Linked DNA regions of Mus musculus: region 2 is linked to region 1. The links are chromatin contacts, called in public HiChIP or PLAC-seq maps. All regions are on one chromosome and are shown on one strand. Each heading gives the region's core, a stretch centred on a gene start, on an enhancer-like site or on the middle of the called end of the contact. The rest is flanking DNA. Distances are from core to core; before and after follow the strand shown.

Evidence for each region. HiChIP or PLAC-seq counts read pairs in DNA pulled down with a chosen protein or histone mark.
Region 2: a FOXA1 HiChIP or PLAC-seq map of pancreatic cancer cells shows a contact between it and region 1. The contact joins two enhancer-like sites. A contact is called at or near these places in 8 of 115 datasets of contacts at active chromatin or transcription factors (acute myeloid leukemia, craniofacial prominence, embryonic basal ganglia and 5 more).

The regions. Positions count from the first base shown.
Region 1 is chr9:73,128,726-73,133,117 of GRCm38.p6, forward strand. No RefSeq gene overlaps it. Among named protein-coding and RNA genes, the nearest start is that of Rsl24d1, 17 kb to the left of the region's middle. Within about 2 kb of position 2,011, at least 31 of the 459 cell types and tissues checked have an H3K27ac peak or open chromatin away from gene starts, as enhancers often do. A contact at or near this core is called in pancreatic cancer cells, where this site is marked.
Region 2 is chr9:73,950,716-73,955,107 of GRCm38.p6, forward strand. The region is part of intron 1 of Unc13c (unc-13 homolog C); the gene reads right to left. Among named protein-coding and RNA genes, the nearest start is that of Unc13c, 16 kb to the right of the region's middle. Within about 2 kb of position 1,821, at least 24 of the 459 cell types and tissues checked have an H3K27ac peak or open chromatin away from gene starts, as enhancers often do. A contact at or near this core is called in pancreatic cancer cells, where this site is marked.

The DNA.
Region 1 (4,392 bases), core at 761-3,260:
TCTCTTGTCCACTATGAATAGCTCTTAGAAGCATGGGTTCTAGTCTGAAGAAGTCCAGAGGAGCGTGCACATCTGGAGACCAGAGCCGCTGAACATCAGGGACCTTCTAGTCTTCACCTCTCAGCACTGGGATTTCCAGGCCATATCACCACATCTGGTGGTGGGTTCTAGGGATCAACCTTACCTTTTTGTGCTTGTACAGCAAACCTTTTACCAGCTGAGCAGCCCTGTAGCCCCTCTAAATGGACTTCTGATACAGCTACTCCCTCAAGCCCATACTGGAAACAGACTCGTCATACGACACTGTCAGAAGTCCCTACGTTTATCTGCACAGAATTCAGAGTCACTTATTATGATGTCAGTATTTGGAAGACCTGTGGTCACTGCAGAAACTCTTGGTGATGATTCAGATTTTCTCTGATATTCAATGTGGCTTATCTTTCAGGGAAGAGAACCTTTCCGTTCTCTTTGAATAGAAGTCAGATTTCAGGAGGCTAGAGAGATGGCTTAGCAGTTAAGAGCACTGGCTATTCTTCCAGAGGATCCCAGCACTCACATGGCAGCTCACAACTGTCTGTAACCCCAGTTCCAGGGGACCTGACACCCTCACACAGACATATATGCAGGCAAAACACCAGTGTACATTATAAAAAAATAAAGTCCCATTTCAGACTAGAGAGATGGTTTGGAGATTATGAGGACTCTTCTAGAGGACTTGGTGGCTAAAAACCATCTGGAACTCTTGACCCTGAGTGCCAGGTATCCAGCACCTTCTGACTTCTTCAGGCACACACAAAACTGCAGGTAAAAATCATGTAGAGAAAATAAGTAAGTCTAAAAAAGCAGCCAAAGAAAGAAAGGAAGAATACAAATCACATTTCTTTGGCAGAGCCAGTAGGCAGGGCTGCTGGTGTGCTGTTTTCTAAGTAGGCCCATGGTCCTGTGTTTCAGACCTCTTCAGATGAACTCAGCTCATGGGCACGTTTATTGGAGTCCTCTAGTTGGTTACATCTAACATTCTCCCCACAATAAAGAGAACAATTCATCAGTAGATGGCTCGTTTCCAGGAGTGGGTGCTAGTTTATGATAACCTCATCTACAGTTAAATGACATTAAGGGGTGCCTGAGGAGACCTGGAATTGGCAGAACAAAGTACACTGCTTTGCATAACTACAGAGGAGCAAGGAGAAGGGACCTCAGGATTTCAGCTCTGCAAAGCTCACCGCAGGAGCACAGATGGGTCAGGAGATTTTGATAAGAAATGCCCGGAACAAATCCTGTCTAAGCACTGGCTCAATACCACAACTGCAGGACAAATCACTCAGCGCTAATCACTTTAGAGTGTCTCGGTCCATGTCTGTCTCCCACAGACAGCATCCTGGAGGCAGTCCTTGTCACGCTCCGTTTACCTTGAATCATTAGCTTGCTCAGAAAATCATTTCTCCCCAGACTTGTCTAGGTAGAAAGTTCAATATCAAGTGGCTGCCTCTCTAACCTCCCCTAAGCTGTTGCTTTTGCAGCGTGTGGCCTCCTGGGGTCGTTGAGCACCTCGGGGAAACGGGAAACAGCCGAGGCTGGCATTTGTCTGGAAACTGGTTTAAGAACCAAGCTGGCTGGTTTTGCGCCTTCAAAACTGACACTAAGGCTAAGCAAAGGTCCACAGGCAAAGGGCTTCCCAGTGTGCATTTGTTATCTGCTCCAGTGGGATGGTAGGGGAAGAAACCCACCTCACCCATTGTGTGGGAAGAAGGCACTTCCCAGATGGAACTGGAAAGATGAGGTGTGAACTGAGTCCGGGTGTGAGGTCCAGGGCTCAGTGCAGTTGTCAGATGTGTGTTTATTCACTGTCAACTCTTTGTATTGGGAAAGAGGTGAAGTGGGGTCCTGAACTCACACCTCTCTTATTCGATACCTGCGGTGAAGATTGTCTTCTTTAACACCAGGAAGAGGAGACTGACTGGTGTAGGGAGAGGTGACTCATACCCCTTGAACAATCATTGTGATTGCGGAATGGAATGTCTATATTACTCATGTTCTTGGAGGAAAGGGGAGGGGAGACTATGGTTTACATCTATGGGAGCGGGGCTAGAAGACAGTTCAGTAGCTAAAGACTAAATATCCCTGCTCTTAGCTGGGGAGGCCACTGTTTCTGCATAGGACCTGAGGTCCATTCCCTGCACCCACATTGGGTGGCTCACATCCACCTGTAACTCCTGTCTCAGGGGTCTCATGCCCTCTTCTGGCCTCCAGGAACACACACATACACACACACACACACACCCCAACATTATCTTTAAACTTATGGGAACCATGTGGTGAAATGTTCCCCAGAAAATGGAATGGACACAGCAGGATGGGCAAACGGAACAAGCAGTTGTCACTGGAGAGATCAGGGCCAAATATCCTACCCAAAGATCTGATTGGTTAAAGTTCTAAGTGGACCTGAGAAACTGTAGTAAGCTTTTGGGCTCATTCCTCAGCAGAGGGGAGCTATGCTAAGTCTATGTTAAGCTAGACAGATGGCTCTGCAGTTAAGGCACCTTGTTGCTCTTTCAGAGGACCTGGCTTCGCGATTCCCAGCACTCACGTGGTGCTTCACAACTGTCTGAAACTCCAGTTCTAGGGCAACCAATGCCCTTTTCTGGCCTCCATGCCCACCAGGACCACACATGGTGCATGGACATATGCAGACAAACACCCTTACACATAATTTAAAAGTGAACGTCCCCACTAGTAGCCAACACAACTGACTGCAGGTGCTCAGGTTACAGAAAGGTTGAGCTGAAACTTCTCCCTCTGGAGACCTGCCTGTCCACTTTCTCTGTGTGAATCTTAGGGTTTGATCAAGTTACAGGCTCTGGGACCGGAGTAGCCTGTGCTTGTGTCTCACTTAACCACAGACAGGTTCTATATGAGCTGACCTTGCTTGCTTGCTTTCACACCTTCTGGTAAATTGTTGGGAAGATCAGCTGAGCATGCCTGACCATTCCTACACAACACTCGACACTCGAGCCTTTCATGAGGCTGTTCATTCTGTTGAGTTCCAATCACTTCAGTCACATTCCTACAGTGTGGGATCCGGGGTGGGGGTGTTCATCTCGAGAGTCCTCAAAGAGCCAAGCATGCCATCAGTATCCATTAAAGAATTATGGATTAGGGACTGTAGAGGTTGCCCAGTGGGCGAGAGTGCTAGCTGCACTTCCAAGGGACCTACCGATATTCAGTCTCTAGTGCCCACCTAGAGTGGTAACTCCAGCGCAGATGATCTGACTCCCTCCCTCTTCTGGACTCTGCATGTGTGCATGCGTGTGTGTGTGTGTGTGTGTGTGTGTGTGTGTGTGTGTATACACCACAGCTCACTGATATGCCACAAATGGATAGCATGAATGCCAGTGTACATCTCTCCTTCTCTCCTCTCTCTCTCTCTCTCTCTCTCTCTCTCTCTCTCTCTCTCTCTCACACACACACACACACACACAAATTGTTGACTGGTGAGTGAAAGGCAAACATTGCTTATTTTGTTTGAAACTCTCACTGCTCTAGAGGCGGTGGGACCTGGGAGAAACGGGCAGATAAGTGGGGCAGACTAAAGTCTCACACACTGGACAAACTTTCTTTAGAGCATCAGACAATTTATACTCTGAGGGTTAAGCGCAGTAACCTGAGTAAAGTTCTCATGAGTTCAGGCTGTGTACAATCCCAAAGACAAGCTACATGGGGCAAAACCACATTTTTCCATAGAGGCATAAACATTTGAATAACCGCAGCAAACAATTTTGAGCAATCAGAAGCAAACTCACTCTTACCTATCTGCTTACACCTGGGAGTGGCGTAAAACATTCCAAGAACGATCGTGTATTTCGAGGAAATGGGTCATGAGACTTGTTCTGGAGTTTTCTTACAGGCGCTCGGAATTCTCACACAACTCCACGTTCCCACAGAAACGATTCTCAAGAGATTCCAGGATGAAACGCTGCTTGGGTTGATGGCTCGAGGGCAGGAACGAGTAATTCTTGGAACAGAAGATGGCTTCTTGGTGTTTCGCCCTCAGCTCTCTGGGCTGTGAGCCTCTGACTGCCTGGAAGTCTTTTCAGGCTGTGAGCTTTGAGCAAAGACTGTGTGGACGTGTGGTACTTGTCACAGCTTATCCTGATACGTTGTAAAATATTTGCTCTTTTCTTGTAAACTGGGAAGACCAGAGAAAGTTTTTCTCACAGATGTCTCCAGAAACCCAATCCCAAGGACAAGAAGGGCTGGGGATGGAGAAGCTGACCTGGCCTGGGCTCATCTGTGAGCATGGAAGAGCAGTGTGGTGATACGTGCTAAGGATTGTCCTGAGACTTTAATGAGGAGGAAGTCACCATGGCAAACAATTACTCAAGAAACAGGCTG
Region 2 (4,392 bases), core at 571-3,070, 820 kb after region 1:
TCCCTTTTCCCCTCTGAGAGGGCAGCCCCATTGGCTCCCCACTCCCACCGCTGCATTCTCTGTAGAGATGTGCATAATCCTTCCTCTGTCTTTATCCCCTGTGTTTCTTTTTGTCCTCCTCACACAAAGTACCTTCTCATAGACAGAAACAAAGCCAGAGGGACAGCTGACATAGTCTAAAATAGCCCTAAGTTGTAAGCCAAAACAGATCTTTTCTCTTTATAAACTTAACTACTTGAATTGTTTGGTTATAGTAACAAAAAATTGGAGACCCCCACAGTATCACATGTTTAGGGAAGCTACTGGTTATTTTGTCTTTCTAAAAGAAGAATCATTACATAGACAGACACTAACATGACCAAACAGGAATAGGCCTGTAGGACTATGATGGTTAGTCTACTCACCAACTTCACATAACCAAGAATCCCCTGGTAGAGACTCTCTGAGGACTGTCTAAGTCAGGATGTCCTATGGGCAAGTCTGTGAGTTGTTGTCTTGATGGTTAATTGATTTAGGCAGATCTAACCACTGTGCACAGCACCCCTGCCTGAGCAGGAAATCTTGAATGTGTAAAAGTAGCCAATCCTAGCTAAGCACCAGACTTAACATGCATTGATTCTCCCCATACTCTTGAATGTGATATGACTCTGTGCCTTAGGCTCCTGCCTTGATTTCTCTGCAGTGATGGACTGTAACTTGGAATTTTATGCCCAATAAACCTTTTGTCCTCTAAAATTTTTGTCAGGGCATTTTAATCACAACAACAAAAATGAAATTAGGGCAATGAGCTATCCTAAACGAAGATTTGAAAGAAAACCGTACATTCACTTAACTACCACCCCGGGCTTCTGCACTTGGCTCTGGACATGGCTTCCTACTGCTCCACTTACCACGCAGTGTGTAACTCTGGATGCAGCCTGTTCTGTATTAAAAGTAAGAATTTTAAATTTTAATGAATGTTGCATAGCACAGATCTTAAAGGCTTGCATAATTACATTGTCCACTCCTGGCTTCTGCTTTAGACTATTAGATCCACTGCAATTCTCCTCACACAGAGGAAGTTCAGCTGATTCTAATTCTTGGATGAAAGCCAAATATTTATGCTTTAAAGCACTCAAGCAAAACTGGGTGTGCCGCTCATTACTAAAATTTAAATTAGTGTCACTACACAAAGTGGCAATTTCATCATTTTCCTAAATTACGGGATGCTTTTAGAGTAAATCCCAAAGGACGTTACTTCAAAGTGCCTAATAGCAAGACTTCCTTTAAAATTTTCAGTAAAGACACCAGATTCGCTATAAGATAGTTAATACAAGTTCCTAATGAAGAATTCAAGCATCCAATTCTGATGTTTGGAAATCAGCAGTACTCTTATTATAGACTACTCGAGTATACATGCAAAGTCTCTTCAATTCAAAACTGAAACAACACGTAGCATCAGCCAGTGTTTGCCTCAGTGATACCTGAGAATAACCACAGCAAACAGTGCACTGAGAGACCACAACCTGATAATTTTTAAACATGCAATATTTTCAAAGGCAAGTGAGACTGTCTTCTGAATAAATTCCTCTGGTTTTGAAAGAAGCATAAATAAGTGACAATCCCTGAGAATGGACACTTTCTGAACCCTGAGAAGTTAGTGTCAGCCTCTACCAACCTGTCTTCCAGAGTTCCTGCAAAGATACCTGGCATGACTGAGTTGGGTCACTTGAAGATTCCTTCAATATTGTTACTCCTTTCCCTGACTTTCCAGAGTGCTGGTTGGTCCCCAAGGGCTCACACTGAGTCACTCTCTGAGAATGCTGCTTCCTACTCTGGGTGTGTGGAGGAGGGTGGTCATTCTCTTTCCTTAGGCAGCCTAGAGGCAGTGACTAATAAGTGGGGGTTCATATTCCTGGTTCTTTTTCTTTAGTACAGGGAAAGTCCAAATATCAACACTTCCTGTGGGATTGTTAAGATCTCTGCTGCAAACATTCTGCAGCTCAGATTTTCATATATATAAGTCAAAAGATACACTGTGCTTATCTATTTCATGGTCTGTTTCCCAGGGAATCTAACTGTAGAAAGTTGGTACCAAGGGAGCACTGAAGAAATGGCTCTATATGAGACTATACACACACACACACACACACACACACACACGCACACGTGCATGCGCATATATATATATATATATATATATATATATATATATATATATGGATCTATCAACTGATGCTTTGCAAAAACAGGCCCTGTAGTATATCAGTGAGTCAAAATTACCATTCTTATAGCTATAAACTTCAAAGTTATATCAGTAGGAAGGAAGCAGCACACATAGTATCTTGAATATCTGAAAGTCTCAAGGGAAGAAATGATTGGCACTGTGAGATAGAATGACTATTGTTGGAATCTCTTGATACAGGGCAGAAAGACAATGATTAGCTAGAAGCAATTTCTTACTAATTAAAGGGTAATTCTAAAACTATCTATGTCACCAAACAAATAAATTCTCATTTCTTGTAGCAGATACTGGAAAAGCTAAGCACCCCGTAGAAGAATTTGTCGTTATGAAAGAGAAGACTTCAGGTAAGGTTTAATTCCCATCTTGAGCAGGTTGGCCATCCTACCATTGGGTTCTTAGTCATGGGAGAAAACATCTGTGTTAATTTATTTCAATTTCCTAGACTTGAGGGCAGCTGTAATTATAGAGAGTTCAGTCCAATTTAATAACTTTGACCTAGTTATTTCCTCTGAATTCTCTAAGATACAAAAGAATTCCATGTTACCATTCAGGGGTAGAAAACCCATTCTTCCTTGAAGGCAACACAGAAGCATCTTTATAGAGAGATATTTATTTTCTTTCCATCAAGAAGACTACCACAAATATTACCTTGAACGTGTACTCCAACAACTTGAGTAAAGTTTTAGCATAATTAGTCAACAATTCCCAGGGTCTGTTAACTGAGGCAATAGAGAACCTAAAGAAATTATTGAAAAAGAGAAGAACTAGATTCAGTTTTTTTTCAATGAATGATGATGGGTATGAGTATAAAAGGAAACAATTTAACTCTATATTGGCATATATTACTAAATTTATAGAAGCAAAAGAAATAATAGATGGTCAAGAACAGACTTGGACTACGGATATAGCTCAGTGGTAGGACACTTGCTTAGCATGTGTGATACTATAGCTTCAGTCCTCAACACTAAAATAAATAAATAAGTAAAGCATGCATTAGTAAATAATAAATAAATAGTTTTTCTAATAAGATTCATAGATGTTCACGCTACTGGCAAATATCTACTCTTGGTATTGATCCTATCCTAGCTTTGAGCTATTTAACTCTATGTTTACAAAATATGCTTGGTTTTCTCAGGATCACAACTCCTAGAGATTGCTAATGGGCGAAAGAGAATGATAATGGTAGCTGCTGCACTCTACTTGCTGGGTGTGCTTCAGACACACCCCTACCAGTGAGGTTTATGTATACAGGAATGTAGGGGAGTATGCTTTAGATATTCCTGTTGTGGAGAGAAAAGAACTGTGCCCAGGCATCATAAAGCATCTTTCCCAACACCACAGCTCTAACAGTGATGACACCCATTTCCAAATACAAATTAAGACCCTACAAACCAATATTATCTACACATAAAAAAAAATGTGACTCTACAATGCCTACCTACCCACTTTATAAACCATTTAATCATGAAATACAAACATAGCAATATAGTGGGAAGGTTCTTCGTATTGTACAATAGATATTCCCATAGCCTTAAATTTGTAAATATTTTATAATTTTTATGTTTTTGTTTTTAATATTTATTTTCATTTTAATTATGTGCATGTGTGTGTTTGCGTCTGTGAGTGTGTATGTGCATATGAGTACATGTGCCTGTGGGGTCAGAAAAGGGTTTTAGAGCCTCTGGTGCTAGAGTCACAGGCGGTTGTGAACTGGCTGATATAGGTACGAGGACATGAACTCAGGTCATCTGCAAGAGCAGGAAGCACTGCTCACCTCTCCAGCTCCAGTGGTTTTTGCTTTTTTTCAATTATCATACAAAGTAATGAGCTTCATTATGACATTTTCACATAAATGTATCATATTACTTCATTCTTATTCATACCCTCCCAGTCCAACACTCTTGAAGGTTTTTTTTTTTTTTTTTTTTTTTTTTTTTTTTTTTTTTTTTTTTTTTACAAATTATTTCTCCAGTGAAGGCCCACTAGCTCTCAGCTTGAATAAAATGTCCAGTCGTGTTCATATTCACTGGTCTGAATGTTGGAAGTGGAGGGGACACATGTGTAGAACACATTTTAATGATCAAACCTTCATCTGCCAGGCAAATGTTTCCTATCCTGCTCAGGAGCTCCTTCCTTTGCTCCAAGTGTTGAGGTTCTTGGCTTTTATC